Regions from separate parts of the Hordeum vulgare genome. Here region 2 is linked to region 1. The links are chromatin contacts, called in public Hi-C maps. All regions are on one chromosome and are shown on one strand. Each heading gives the region's core, a stretch centred on a gene start, on an enhancer-like site or on the middle of the called end of the contact. The rest is flanking DNA. Distances are from core to core; before and after follow the strand shown.

Region 1 (6,987 bases), core at 1,755-4,254:
GAAAGTACAATGCCCCAACTTCTTGTTACAAAGTATGAATAGAAATATAGAACATCGAAATGGTATCTCTAAAGTTCACTGAAGAGTTACATTTGAATAATTTCTTAGTGGAATTTAATGCAATTGTCAAAAGAGATATTGTTTGATGGGGAGCAGAACTCCAAAATAAGAAAACAAAAATACAAGTTGGCATACTTACCACGTTTAATTACTTGCTCCTGAGCTATACTCTCCAGCCTTTGCTTCAAGGCTTTGTTTTCCAAGTCTAACATTATATTTTGTTGAGTAAGAAACTCCATTTCAGCAGATACTTCTATCCCTTCTGACTGCATTATTCAGACATGAATATTTTCTGTTTGTCAAATACAACACTAAATTGTGGAACAGAAACCACCTTTTGTTGTGGTGAGCTCACCTGTAATGATTGGACTTTACCCTCAAGCTCGGCAATATACTGGAGTTTTCGAACACGAGATCTTTGAGCATATTGCCTGCAAGCGACGTTGATTAAAAAAATCAGATGCATTAAAGTATGGAAATGTTAATCCATGCTATTACAACTTGCCGATTAGGAATCTTGACATATATATGTACGCTAATTAAAATAAAAAAATCTGATAAACCATAGTGCTTTAAGTCCAGTCTAACTAGTATATAAGTAGCTATGCAATTGCAATGTCCGTACCATTGTCCATTAAGGATTTTACAATTTATACTTCATCCGTTCCTAAATACTCCCTCCGTTCCTAAATATAAGTCTCTGTAGATATTTTACTAGTGGACTACATACGGATGTATATAGACATACTTTAGAGTGTACATTCAATCATTTTGCTCCGTATGTAGACATCTAGTGAAATCGCTTAAAAGACTTATATTTAGGAACGGAGGGAGTATAAGTCATTTTAAAGATTCCACTACGGACTACATACGAAGCAAAATGAGTGAATAAATACTCTAAAGTATGTCTATATACATCCGTATGTAGTCTGTAATGGAATCTCTAAAAAGACTTATATTTAGGGACGGAGGGAGTATATGAGCATGTCTGATTTAAGACTCATAAAGTTGAGTTGCAATTTTGAAAGAAAAACATCCAAATGTTGTTTTACATTTATGTTGCCAAAGGACACTATCCATTCTCTCAGATGTGACCACATCTAATGTGTGAAATAAGTACATATTTGCACTATCCTATATTCCTATCAGATGTGCGCATCGGTGGTGGAGGGAGGGAATGACATGGGCCAGGGCTGCCCTCATGTTTCCTAAGTGCATGCCTATCATCTTGGCAATCCTTAAAATCCAAGGAATTCTCTAGTATTGCATACTTTGGGCCCTCTCATTAAGATTGTTAAAATGTTTGATTCATTTGGCAGCCCTCTAACTCTAGTTCCTTGCTCCACCACTGGCGACCATGATCAAATGTGCCACGCAGCTATACAGAAGAATTATTAAACGACTACATTGCTTGCTTTATCGTGTTGAAACTAGAAGAGTGTATTCTGAATTTAAAATCTAAGCTAACCATAATTTGATTTTAAAATATATGCTAACCCACAGCAAAGGGCTGACCCTGCTGTATGCGGTCAAAATTAAGTAAATAGATAGCACTCCCCGGCTCTCGTCATTAATGGTTCTCAACTGTAAGATTTCAGAACACAGATAAGTGTTGGGATAGATAGCATGGATGCAATCATGCAGCAGAAGTATACTCACTGTTTAGCACGCTTGGTGTCCGCCTCTGACTGTGCGTACTTTGGCAGCCCACCATCCTTCCTCTCTGCCCCAAGTTCATCAAGAGCTCTTTTGTCCATGGCATGCTCATGATCCCTCGACGCACTCAGTGAACCGTGATGCCCACCCAACTTCTCCCTCACCGGCACCGGCGGCCCTGGCCTGTAACCAGCCAAATTCGGCATGCCTTGCTCCCACGGCCGGCCCTGCGGTCTCCCGTATGAGCTTGGCTTGGCATAGTACTCCTGCACGCCACCCCATGGCGCAGCCTGCCCTCCTCCCCCCATCTCCTCAAAACCATTGGCAAATGCGCCCGAGGCAGCGCTTCCGTCGAACAGTGCAAAAGAGTCGCTCGACGACCTGCGGTGCCCGGCGCGGCGAACGGGAGTCTCAGGCTCGTCGAGCAGGTCGTCGAGCCACGACGGCTGCTCCTCAATGATGCTCTCAGACGACGTGCGCTGGTGGTGCCCATGGCCGTGGCCATGCCCAAAGCGGTGGTGCGTGGCGCCCTGTGGCCGGGCGATCGGGCCGTGGTCTGCGTACGGCGACGGCGCCGGCGCCGCGGCGGTCGGGAACGGGCTACGCGGCGGCAGCAGCGCCTGCTTCTGGAGTTTCGCGTTCGCCATCATCATCTGCCCGACCAAACTGCACACAACAAAGAGCACATCTGTGACATAAATCAAGATTTGGAGCAAATTTAACACTAAACTAGCACGAGCTTGCATCGAATCGAGGCGGTCCAATTCACAGCTCTACCCACAGATCTCAGCAAACGGCACGACAAAACAATTTTGCTTGCGTTCTTCTACGGCGAATTCGCGTCAAAGATTCGAATTTGCTTCGAACCGCAAGCGTCCAATTGTGCCACGAAGCGGTCAAGATCCGAGGTCCGCATAGAGGACCGAACTGGAGGATGTCAATTGGACGAAGAGAACGCAGCAGAAACAAGCACGCATCGAAACAGCACGGCGCAAATCGAGGCGGATGAAGAGGGGCGAGGACGCACCAAGAATCGCGGAAAGAACCAACCAAAAAACCCCGAAAAAGACTCACCAATTCGGCCGCGACTCTTCCAACCGCCCCGCCCCAGAATTGCCGCAGCCAAATCCTCGCACTAATCCACAGTTACTCGTATTTGTTGGAGCTAATCTTCGGGGAATTAGAGCTTGCGGCGAGGAGGGGGCCGGCGAGGGAGGGGAGGGGAGGGGAGGGGGAGAGTGGGAGACGAATGGAGAAATTGTATACTAGTACTGAGGGGAGAAAAAATCAATTAAATAGTGTCTCTCTCGCTAGTGTTTTAATATTGCGGCAGCGACAAAGAAATTGGTTTGCAGAAACTTTGATGAGCGTCCGCCGTCGGATTGAGAGGCCCAACGGTGTCGAGAAATCTGGTGAGAATTATTGTCTTCGATGCGGCGAAGCAGGTGGCCGGTACTACTAGTGGCGAGAGATGTAAATGCTGTGCGTACCCAAGGCGTGCCTATGTCAATTTTTGATTATTACTCTCTCCGTTTCAAAATTCTTGTCGTAGGTTTTATACATCCATTTCTAAACAAATCTAAGACAATAATTTTGTGACGAAGAGAGTATATATTATGTGCGTATTATCCATGTGACCCACTTTGTGCAAAGGAGAGCATAATTTTGGAGAAACTTGAACAAGGTTTTATGATTGTTTGGGCTTGTTTCGGTGTTTATAGTCTCTAGGTGATCGATGATACCCTTGATATTACATGGATATTGTGGTGGTGTTAGAGCAACTCCAACGGAGTGATCCATTTCGTCTGTCGCCGTTCGTTTGGATTCGTGCGGACAAAAACTTGATCCAACGCGTCGACCCAAACGGACGCGCGTCCGCTTTTTGTTCGCCTATCGACCCATTTCCAGTCCAAATTTTGAGCCTGATTTACGTCGGCGCGGACATGAAACGGACGCACGCGGCGCGCGCCTACTTCCCTCCCTGGCCTGCAAGTCGGCGACAAAGCGGCCACTTTTTCCCTCCATTTTCCCCAAACTCTTCCGCTCGCTCCTGCGCCAGCTCCCACCGCCATGGACGACGACTTCGAGGTCATCGCCGCCATCGCCTCAATGCCCATGTCCGTCGCCACCGCCCTCTTGGCGCGTGGGGGGGGGGGAATAAGTTGTGCATGACCATGGTGACGGCGAGAAGACCCGACCGCGGGGGAAGACCAACTCAAAGAAGGGGGACAGGTGGAACGCGGCGTCGATCGCCTTGCTTGAAAAAATGGAGGGCATGATAAGCAAGAAGGACTTGCGGGAGGAGAAGAGTCGGCAAGAAAAGGAAGACCAAATGCACGCCTTCATGAAAATCCAAAGAAGGAGGTTCGAGATGGACGCGGAGAGGCAAGCCAAGATGCTTGAGTTGGAGGAGGCGAAGCAAGCCAAGATGTTCGAGATCGAGGCCACCATTGCCAGGACCAATGCGAAAGAAGTGGCCCTCGCAAACATGAAGACGGGCGCGGAGATTATGAAGGTTGATCTGAACACCGTGTCGCCGAGAAAGAGGCTATGGTTCGAGAAGATGCAAGCCAAAATGTTCAAGTTCGACCAGCTGTGATCTGCGACGGAGATCAACGGAACCTTTTTTGTATGCCGGCAAGTGTGCTTGCATGACCACGGGTCGATATAGCGTGGTCGAATTTGGCATGCTGGCATGTGTGTCGGCCGCTGACAAGTGTACCAACATGAACTATTGAACGTTAGCATGCTGACCTGTTTTATCTGATGTACGGGCATAAATGGATCGCTAGTGTTGAACACGCGGTCAATAAAAAAAAATGCGGACAACCGACTAAAACGAACAAAAAGCGAACAAAATCGTCGTCCGTTTGGATCGACCGGTTGGAGTTGCTCTTACATGTTTCTTTGAACCAAAAGAATGATGCATTTGCCAGCAGGACACAATTGAACCATATACACAACATAGGCAGGAGACATTCGACCCAAGAAAAGAGCAAGAAAACAGAAAGAAATGATGTGCATGACCTAGCGGTGGAGCTGGTGCATGTGGCAGGAGGAACACGGCATTGTTGTTTAAGTGCAGCCCATATTGGGTAGTGGGGGCAAACAGAAAACAGAAAACAACTCATGCCACCGGCCGGACAGCTCAGGATCCAGCTGCGACCACAACACCATCTGCTGCTGTCGTGCTGTCTTTATCCCCCCCTCTCCCTACTTGCCCTCCTGGCCAGCTTTTCTTTTCATTTTGCACCTCGTGGCTTGCTACGTTCATCCTCGTGGCATTTTCTTTGCATTAAAAAAACCCAAACTTCTTTTTTAAAATCAGAGCGCGCGAAGAAAATGAGATTGTTCGTTATCGCCGTTCTCTCTCCCAAGCCGGCGCGGCCGCCTTGAAGATCATCGAGAGAAGGCAATGGGAAGAAAAATGATGCCCTTCCTACTCACACTTGCGCTCCTCCTCTCATTGTATGCATTGTGCATGAGTGTATCACGCCGTCCCTGACCACCACATGCCCAGATTGCTCATCCCATGGTCGCGCACGCTGCTGGCTGCAATGCTACTTTCTTCGTCAGATTAACTCCCAACACACTGCCAGCTGACCTTGCGTAGTCCATTGTGTGCGATCGCCAGAGCGACGTAGCGCGCTACCATGTCGTGCCGATGTGCTCTCGCCGCAGCTGATGTATAGCATGCCGTCGGGTCTGTCTAATTGTTTTGTGTATGGTCGTTCGGTTTGCAACCACTGGTCAGCTACAATCATGCCTATTTGCGACTGTTATTAACTGCTAGATAGGTCGTTGTAAACATGCACTGGCCAAACACTGTCACAATATTCCCAATACTACAAATACTTTGATATGTCAAAACTATGGTATCTAGTACCTATAGACAAAAATATTGCAGTTTTCAATATTATAAGTTTCTACCTTACTTTGTTGTCAAACACAGCGTGGGTCGATTTCAACCGCTCATGTTGAAATATACATGTTGTTTCGAATTGTTGCAGAATTTGAGTGTTATGCATTTGTGTAATTGTTATGCGATGGCATAAGTTGACAAGAGGACACCCCAAGTTGCTATGAGGTTCGGAGATGTTGATGAGGCTTGGGTGTTTTGGCTAGAATATGGTGGTCACACAGGCTAGGGGTGGGCATTCGGTATAAACCGAATTTTCGGTTTCTACCACTCGGTTAATTTTTAAATTCGGTTAATAAAGCTAGAAACCGAGTTGATGGTGCGCCACTTGGCAAGCTCGTTAACCAAATGGCCGTAAGAACCAACAATTTGGATATGGGTATGTCTCCGGTGATAGATGAATGATCAGTCGTTATCAAGTAATGCGAAATTCATAATAAAGTTGCCGACCGTTTGACAAATTATAGTCGCGTAGAATATGCCATGGCTGTGTGGATGCATTTAGGATCATCATGTATCGATGATCTTTTGCCTCTCGACTGTAACTCTATCAATTTGGAATTAAACTCTATTTTCATCGTAAAAGAAAAAATTAATGCAAAATTCAGAAAAGAATGCATAGGAGAAAAGATTTGAATAAAAAGATGAAAACAAGACCCGGTGGTCTAATTTTTTTCCGGAAGACGAATCTACGTTGGTTGCCTGTAGCATGAGCCGTCAAACTATAGGAGTACAGTTCGTACCGCCTAGGATGTTATTTTTTTTCTTTTTTCGGGAGTCTAGGATGTTAGTTCAACAACAATGGACTCTGTGTGCATGGAAGTAACCTTCTACTCTTAGACATGTACATGTATCTTTTATTTTATAAAGGAAATTGTTTATAATCAACTGATTAATTTCTCTACTCCGTAAACCGCCTCCCCCGATTGACACATCCTCCTGTAGGGCCCATCCATCACGCACTCCCATCGTGCCTTATCTCTTTCCTCACGGCTCGTCTTCTTCCTTATTTCCTCTCTCATCTCTCTCTGCAACGCACCCGCTCTCCTCCAGCACCGCTGCTGCGCATCCGCCATGGCCGCAGTTGCCGAGTTGCGAGATGGTGTGAGCCACCGTCGCTAGCCATGCCTTCTGATGTGGTCCGTACATGTTGCTGCCTAGCTGCAATCCATGGGAGAGGGGGGATCTCCGTCATTGCCGCAGAATAGAGAAGCAGAGCTGCATAACAAATAAGGTGCCGCGCACCGACAACAGAGCTGCAGTGGAACACGAAGGTGTGGCGGCGCAGTGCATCGGGTAGTGATGCTCGTCGAAGAGGCAAAGCTGCAGCGCAACATGCCGGAGCTGCAACA
Region 2 (7,049 bases), core at 213-2,712, 560 kb after region 1:
TGTATGTTTTTGTTAGACATACTAGCAAAAGGCCCGTGCGTTGCAACGGAAGAAAAAATATCACACGCTTTTGATTTTTATAATCATTTTGATTTATTAAAATAATAAGCTAACTAACTAATGTAGTAAGTCCTATCCTATTTTGTTGGAAAATCAACCCGTTCATTGTTAATTCCATCATGATGAGAAATTGAGCGGGACAAACAAAGCAAAACAAAGAGGCTACCTGAATTGATCAATGTACTGTTATCTTATTTCACTCATGGGGTAGAGAATGTGGGATCAGATGACAAACTGAAGGTGGTGTTCCATTCTCTCTCTCTACAACAATGCAATCTTACATTAAATACATTCATTCATCAGCAAACAAATTCCCAGAAAACAAATTTTCTTGTCGGTGCTTGGCACACGGTTGGAGGCATGGGGAGGGGATCTCACCAGATGATGAGTTCCTGCCGAAGGAGGGGATACATTGAGGGGACCAAGAGTTAGGCGCCTCTATCTGGCCATAAGGAGTCGTCGTTGCCGCGCTATAACCTCGGAGTTTCCCGTGTGAGCCATGGAGGCCCGCCTCCACCTGCAAGTACTTCGCTCCGTCGTGCCTTATCCGCGCGCCACCGCCGTTCTGCATCGAGCGGACGCATCATCCCAAGTCGCTGTAGCTATCGCGTTGATTTGATCCAGAAGCTGTGCTCGAGCGCCGAAACGGGGGCAGCAAGCAGGCAGAGGTACGACCGTGGAGGCGGGTGGGTTGAGATCGGCAGCAGTGGTGATTGAGGTCGGTCGCGGCGGCGAGTGGTGTGGCAGCGGGCTGGGCACAGGCCAAGGTGGCCCAAGGTCGACGGGAGGAGGCGATGCGTACATGTATAATTTTTGCAGCGAATCGTTTTTTCCTTTTGCGTTGCAGATAAATGATGGAGCGCGGGTTGAATAACAAAAATTACAGGTTTTTTTTATAAAAATATTGTGGTGGGTTTTCCGACAAAAGCAATAGCCGCTTTATTATTAGGTATATAGATGTTATTAAATAATTAATAAAGATGGTTGTATGCAGAGGCCGGTGGTTTGAACCTCGTTTTCCAAAAAAAAAAACATGGATTTCGCGCCTTTCCGTCATGCTGGACAGAGAGGTGCACATTGACGACGTCATCGACGGCCGTGGACTGGAACCGATCGAACGGTCATTTAGATAAGACGGCTTCACAAGTAAGTTAAGACGCTTGATTGTTAAGCACGAATGCGGGACAAGTGCCGACATAGTTTCTTCGAGGGGTCAATGGAAGAACTAAAGTTTCTTCGAGGGGTCATGTAGTAAAAGTAATACAGGCAAAGTCTCGCTCCATAGTCTCCAGTTCAGTGGCTTGGCTGTACACCGCTTGTGAGCAGCGGCGCGGAAAGGCCCGCCGTGCGCCACACGGCTCTACCAGTGCAAAGCGCCCGGGTGGCCGCGTGCACGCGAGCATATGTGGTACGCCGAGCCCACGCTGATAAAGGTCCCCCGCACGCCTCGCCTCGGCCGCAACTCACCGCCGCGTTCCCCTTCCTCTCGACTCGGTTCGAACCGGTTTGGGGCCCCTCTTCGCATGGCTGCTCCCAAACCCAAACCCTAACCCGCAGATCCTTTGCTCTCCCCTAAACCCTTCCCCCAATCCCCCCCTTCTCTTCCGCCCCGCGGTGCTCGCCGGTGCGGGCACCGCCCTCCGCTGCTCTGCCCGGCGGGACGCTCGGCGTCTCGGCCCCCGCCTCAGCCGTCGCGCGTGAGGTACGCTTAGCTCATTTCTCCCCTCCCCTGGGCCCCCGTTCGCTCGGCGCGGTGCGCCTCCATGGTTAGCTCGCGGTGCGGTGGTTAGCTTTGCCCGCGGTCGGTTGCTCCGTGCGCGGGGCGCGGGCAATTTGCTGATTCGGCCAGGCCTCGCGAGCCGCGAACCCTATAGGCTAGCCGTGCACTCGCTGCCGCCTCGCACGGGGAGGGTGTGGGGCCTGGACGGTGGGTTCGGAACGGTGTGGTTTTGTTCTTGTGTTTTCTCATGCGTGTTCGCCACCTGTAACCATGAAGCCCAGCTAGCTTCCCAATTCGAGAACATTATATTGCCTGGAAGGAGCAATGGCGTCGAGAAACACTGGATTGTGGCAAACTTTTGGGTGTTTGATTTGATGGTTGTTTCGATTTGATGGTAGAAGATGTGAGAGAGGGGTCGGAGTAATTCGCTGGTATGCACTGTTGCTGCGAGCATCAGCATGCTCTGTTTTGACCTGGATTGTCTTCTTTTCTTGTCTATGCATATCGCTTGTTCGTGCATGCATTACAAGTCCCTTCTATATTTCTGTGGTGATGAATTTTCTTCTTCTTAGTACTGTGCGCTGGGACTGTCCTTTTTACTGTGCGTGTTCACATCCGAAAACTTGGTATTGGATTAATTCTGCTTCTTAAATGTGTGATACAATGCTAACCTGATAGATTAATTCATCTTCACTCCTAACGAATAGTGGCCATCTTTAATAGTTTGTTTCCTCTATTTTCTGCGGAGACTCCGATCTAATAAGTAGCCAACGCCTTTCATTCAATGGTATTCCTGTCTCTTTTTATTAGCCGTTATTCTCTTCTGGGCGGTAATTAACGCCATAAAAGACCTACTAATCCCTCGCTCGCTGGACCAACATGCCATCACTAATTTCCTTCATAATTGGGAGATCACATCCTCTGCCAATAGCTGAATCGTAGCCTCACTGCACGCCTCCTGCACGCGGTTTGTGCTCCTCTGTAATCTGGCCCTTCAGCATGCAGGCTTCTCTAGCGCTACTATGATTAGCGATCAGAAATTAGAACATTGTCGATAAGTTGCTTGCCCTGTCATGTGTAAAAAAACACACCCACACTGAGTACCAGAGGCAAATCCTGTCTAACAATATAGGAAAGGTTAGAAGTTTTTTCATGCCTTACAAAATGCGATGATGAGTTCTGTTTAGGATTTTTGACCAACTTTAAGATTGTCAGCATTTCTGAGCTCCTTAAATCAGAATTCTGAAATGAGAGAGGTTAGACTTAAGGGAGATATTTGGCCCATCAGCCAATGTCAAGAGGACAAGGGAAGGAGGGGGAGAAGTACGAGAGGTGTGCTTTTGGCACAGGCTGTCTAAGGGTAGGTGAGAGTGATGAATGGGCCATGAAATATTTGTCACATTCAAGTTCTAAGAAAAAAATAAATGGTATTCAAATTCGGAAAACATTAAGCATTCAAAATAAGCAAGCAAAAATACCAAATGAACCAATAAGCCAGAAAGAAGATCAAGGTTTCATATTGTAATAATTGAAACCTATATTTATGGTACAACTAGTCAGGTTAATTGTTGTTACAACAACAACAACAACAACAAGGCTAGAGGTGAAACCCATAAGATCTCGCGACCAACTCATGGTTCTGGCACATGGATAACAAGCTTTCATGCACCCCTGTCCATGGCTAGTTCTTTGGTGGTGCTCCAATCCTTCGGATATCTTTTTACAAACTCTTCCCATGTCAAGTTCGGTCTACCCCGACCACTTTTGACATTATCCGCATGCTTTAGCCGTCCACTATGCACTGGGGCTTCTGAAGGCCTGCGCTGAATATGCCCAAACCATCTCAGACGATGTTGGACAAGCTTCTCTTCAATTGGCGCTACCCCAACTCATCTCGTATATTATCATTCCGGATTCGGTCCTTCCTTGTGTGGCCGCACATCCATCTCAACATGCACATCTCCATCACACCTAACTGTTGCACACGTCGCCTTTTAGTCGGCAACACTCAGCGCCATATAACATTGCGGGTCGAACCGTCGTCCTATGGAACTTGCCTTTTAGCTTTTGTTGCACCCTCTTGTCAGAGAGAATGCCAGAAGCTTGGGGCCACTTCATCCATTTGACTTTAATTTGATGGTTCACATCTTCATCGATATCCCCATCCTTCTGCAACATTGACCCCAAATATCGAAAGGTGTCCTTCTGAGGCATCACCTGACCATCAAGGCCAACCTCCTCCTCCTCCTCCTCGTGCATTGTAGTACTGAAAGCGCAACTCATGTACTCGGTTTTAGTCCTACTAAGTCTAAAACCTTTCGATTCCAAGGTTTGCCTCCATAACTCCAACTTGCCGTTGACCCCCGTTCGACTATCATCGACTAGCACCACATCGTCCGCAAAGAGCATACACCATGGGATATCTCCTTGTATATTCCTTGTGACCTCATCCATCACCAAGGCAAAAAGACAAGGGCTCAAAGCTGACCCCTGATGCAGTCCTATCTTAATCGGGAAGTCATCAGTGTCGCCATCACTTGTTCGAACACTTGTCACAACATTATCGTACATGTCCTTGATGAGGGTAATGTACTTTCCTGGGACTTTGTGTTTCTCCAAGGCCCACCACATAACATTCCGTGGTATCTTGCCATAGGCCTTCTACAAGTCAATGAACACCATATGCAGGTCCTTCTTTTGCTCCCTATATCTCTCCATAAGTTGTCGTACCAAGAAAATGGCTTCCATGGTCGACCTCCCACGCATGAAATCAAACTGATTTTTGGTCACACTTGTCATTCTTCTTAAGCGGTGCTCAATGACTCTCTCCCATAGCTTCATTGTATGGCTCATCAGTTTAATTCCACGGTAATTAGTACAACTCTGAACATCCCTCTTGTTCTTGAAGATTGGTACTAATATACTCCGTCTCCATTCTTCTGGCATCTTGTTTTCCCGAAAAATGAGGTTGAAAAGTTTGGTTAGCCATACTATTGCTACGTCCCCGAGGCCTCTCCACACCTCAATGGGGATACAATCAGGGCCCATCGCCTTGCTTCCTTTCATCCTCTTCAAAGCCTCCTTGACGTCCGACTCCTAGATTCGCCGCACAAAGCACCTGCTAGTCTCATCAAAGGAGTCGTCCAGATCAATGGCGGAGCTCTCACTCTCCCCATTGAACAACTTGTCGAAGTACTCTCTCCATCTATGCTTAATCTCCCCGTTCTTCACCAGGAGTTGATCTGCTCCGTCCTTGATGCGCTTGATTTGGTCAACATCCCTTGTCTTCCTCTCTCGGATCTTGGCCATCTTATAGATGTCCCTTTCGCTTTCCTTTGTGTCTAACCGTTGGTAGAGGTCCTCATACGCTCGACCCCTTGCTTCACTCACAGCTCACTTTGCGGCCTTCTTTGCCATCTTGCACTTCTCTATGTTGTCTGCACTCCTATCCAGATATAGGCGTCGAAAACAATCTTTCTTCTCCTTGATTGCCTTCGGGACATCATCGTTCCACCACCAGGTATCTTTAGTTTCTCTTCTACTTCCCCTGGACACTCCAAACTCCTATGTGGCCACCTTACGAATGCAAGTCGCCATCTTCATCCACACGTTGTCTGCATCACCTCCTTCCTCCCAAGAGCCCTCCTTAACGACTCTCCTTGAATGCCTGAGCTACGTCCCCCTTGAGCTTCCACCACTTCGTTCTAGTGACTTTGGCATGCTTGTCCCGCTGGGCACGAATCCGAAAGCGGAAGTTAGCAACCACAAGCTTATGCTGAGGGACAACACTCTCTCCAGGTATCACCTTACAGTCTAGGCATGCACGCTTGTCTTCTCTTCTCGAGAGGATGAAATCAATCTGGCTAAAGTGTTGCCCACTACTGTAAGTCACTAGATGTGATTCTCTCTTCTTAAAGAGGGTGTTAACTATGATCATGTCGTAGGCTAGCGACATCTTCTCCTTGATTCCTGATGCCATAGCCAAATCCCCCATGCGATACCTGATGCCATAGCCAAATCCCCCATGCACCCCTTCAGAACCTGTGTTAGGTGTGCCCACGTGGCCATTGAGGTCTCCTCCTATGAAGGGCCTCTCGCCAATCGATACACTCCTAACCATGTCCTCCAGGCCTTCCCAGAACTCCCTCTTGGTGTTCTCATTGTGGCCTACTTGCGGGGCATACACGTTGATAACGTTGAGAACTAAGTCCCCAACTACCAGCTTGATCAGGATAATCCAGTCCCCACGTCTCTTACGTCTACCACTCCATACAGGCTCTTGCTGATCAAGATGCCTACTCCATTTTTGTTTGCAACCGTCCCCGTGTACCATAGCTTGAAGCCGGTGCCCTCCACCTCCTTCGCCTTTTGTCCCCTCCATTTGGTCTCTTGGACGCAAAGGATATCAATGCCTCTCCTCACCGCTGTATCAACTACCTCCCGAAGCTTACCTGTCAGAGACCCTACGTTCCAGCTACCTAAGTGAATCCTCGTAGGCTCGGCTAGCTTCCTTACCCTTCGCACTCGTCGAGTCAAATGCGAAGACCCTTGCTCATTTTCCACTACAACCGTGCGCCGATGTAGCTCGCCACTAAGGATGCGACGACCCGATCCTCGCTAACTTGCCACCGTATCTAGATCACGATACGGCGCGCCACCTGGGGGGTGACGGCCCGGCCCTTGCCCATTTCCCACCACACCCGGGTTCCGATGTGGCGCGTCGCTGAGAGGGTTACGCCCCAACGAAAATCTTTCGGGTTTCATCTCCATAAGAGTGGCTGAGTTTTGACGTTGGCTCGCCAAGTCTATCACAATCCTCCTCCTTTACCCGGGCTTGGGACAGGCTATGTTGAGACAACATAGGTGGAGTTTCAGGTTAATTGTTGTTGTCGCAGGAAAAATATTTAATGCTCGAACGAGAACTATCTCCTAATCTTTTTTTGTGCTAAAAGAAGAACTTATGAACTATGTTTGTGGCTTTGTGCATGTTCTAAGTGGTTTTGCGTTGCGACAATTATTTTATTATGTTCCATGTCCCGCACTATCTATACTCGTATTCCTGTCTGGGGTTTCTGTTTTTGTTTATGCATCAGGTTAATCTATAAACGGAAGCATCACCTGCTTTACGTTGGAGAGATAGCAGGTTAAAATTTACCGGGACCAGGCAGTCGTTATGGTAATAGCCATGTGATGTGTATTCTTATCTGTGTTATTTATAAGAATGAAACCCTCCGTAGGATTCATTGTGTTTCTAAGAATGCTTTGTCTG

Evidence for each region. A called contact is a pair of places that touch in the nucleus more often than the background predicts.
Region 2: a contact with region 1 is called in a Hi-C map of seedling, with 5 times the contacts expected there. The contact joins the promoter of LOC123447875 here to the promoter of LOC123447873 in region 1. A contact is called at or near these places in 4 of 6 Hi-C or Micro-C datasets (leaf and seedling) and 1 of 1 datasets of contacts at active chromatin or transcription factors (embryo).

The regions. Positions count from the first base shown.
Region 1 is chr4H:59,385,598-59,392,584 of MorexV3_pseudomolecules_assembly, forward strand. LOC123447873 reads right to left here and starts at 3,005. Exons shown (of 5, transcript XM_045124580.1): 1 at 2,791-3,005; 2 at 1,720-2,382; 3 at 416-491; 4 at 200-326. The coding sequence starts at 2,369.
Region 2 is chr4H:59,947,400-59,954,448 of MorexV3_pseudomolecules_assembly, forward strand. LOC123447875 (mRNA-capping enzyme-like) reads left to right here and starts at 1,463. Exons shown (of 18, transcript XM_045124582.1): 1 at 1,463-1,762.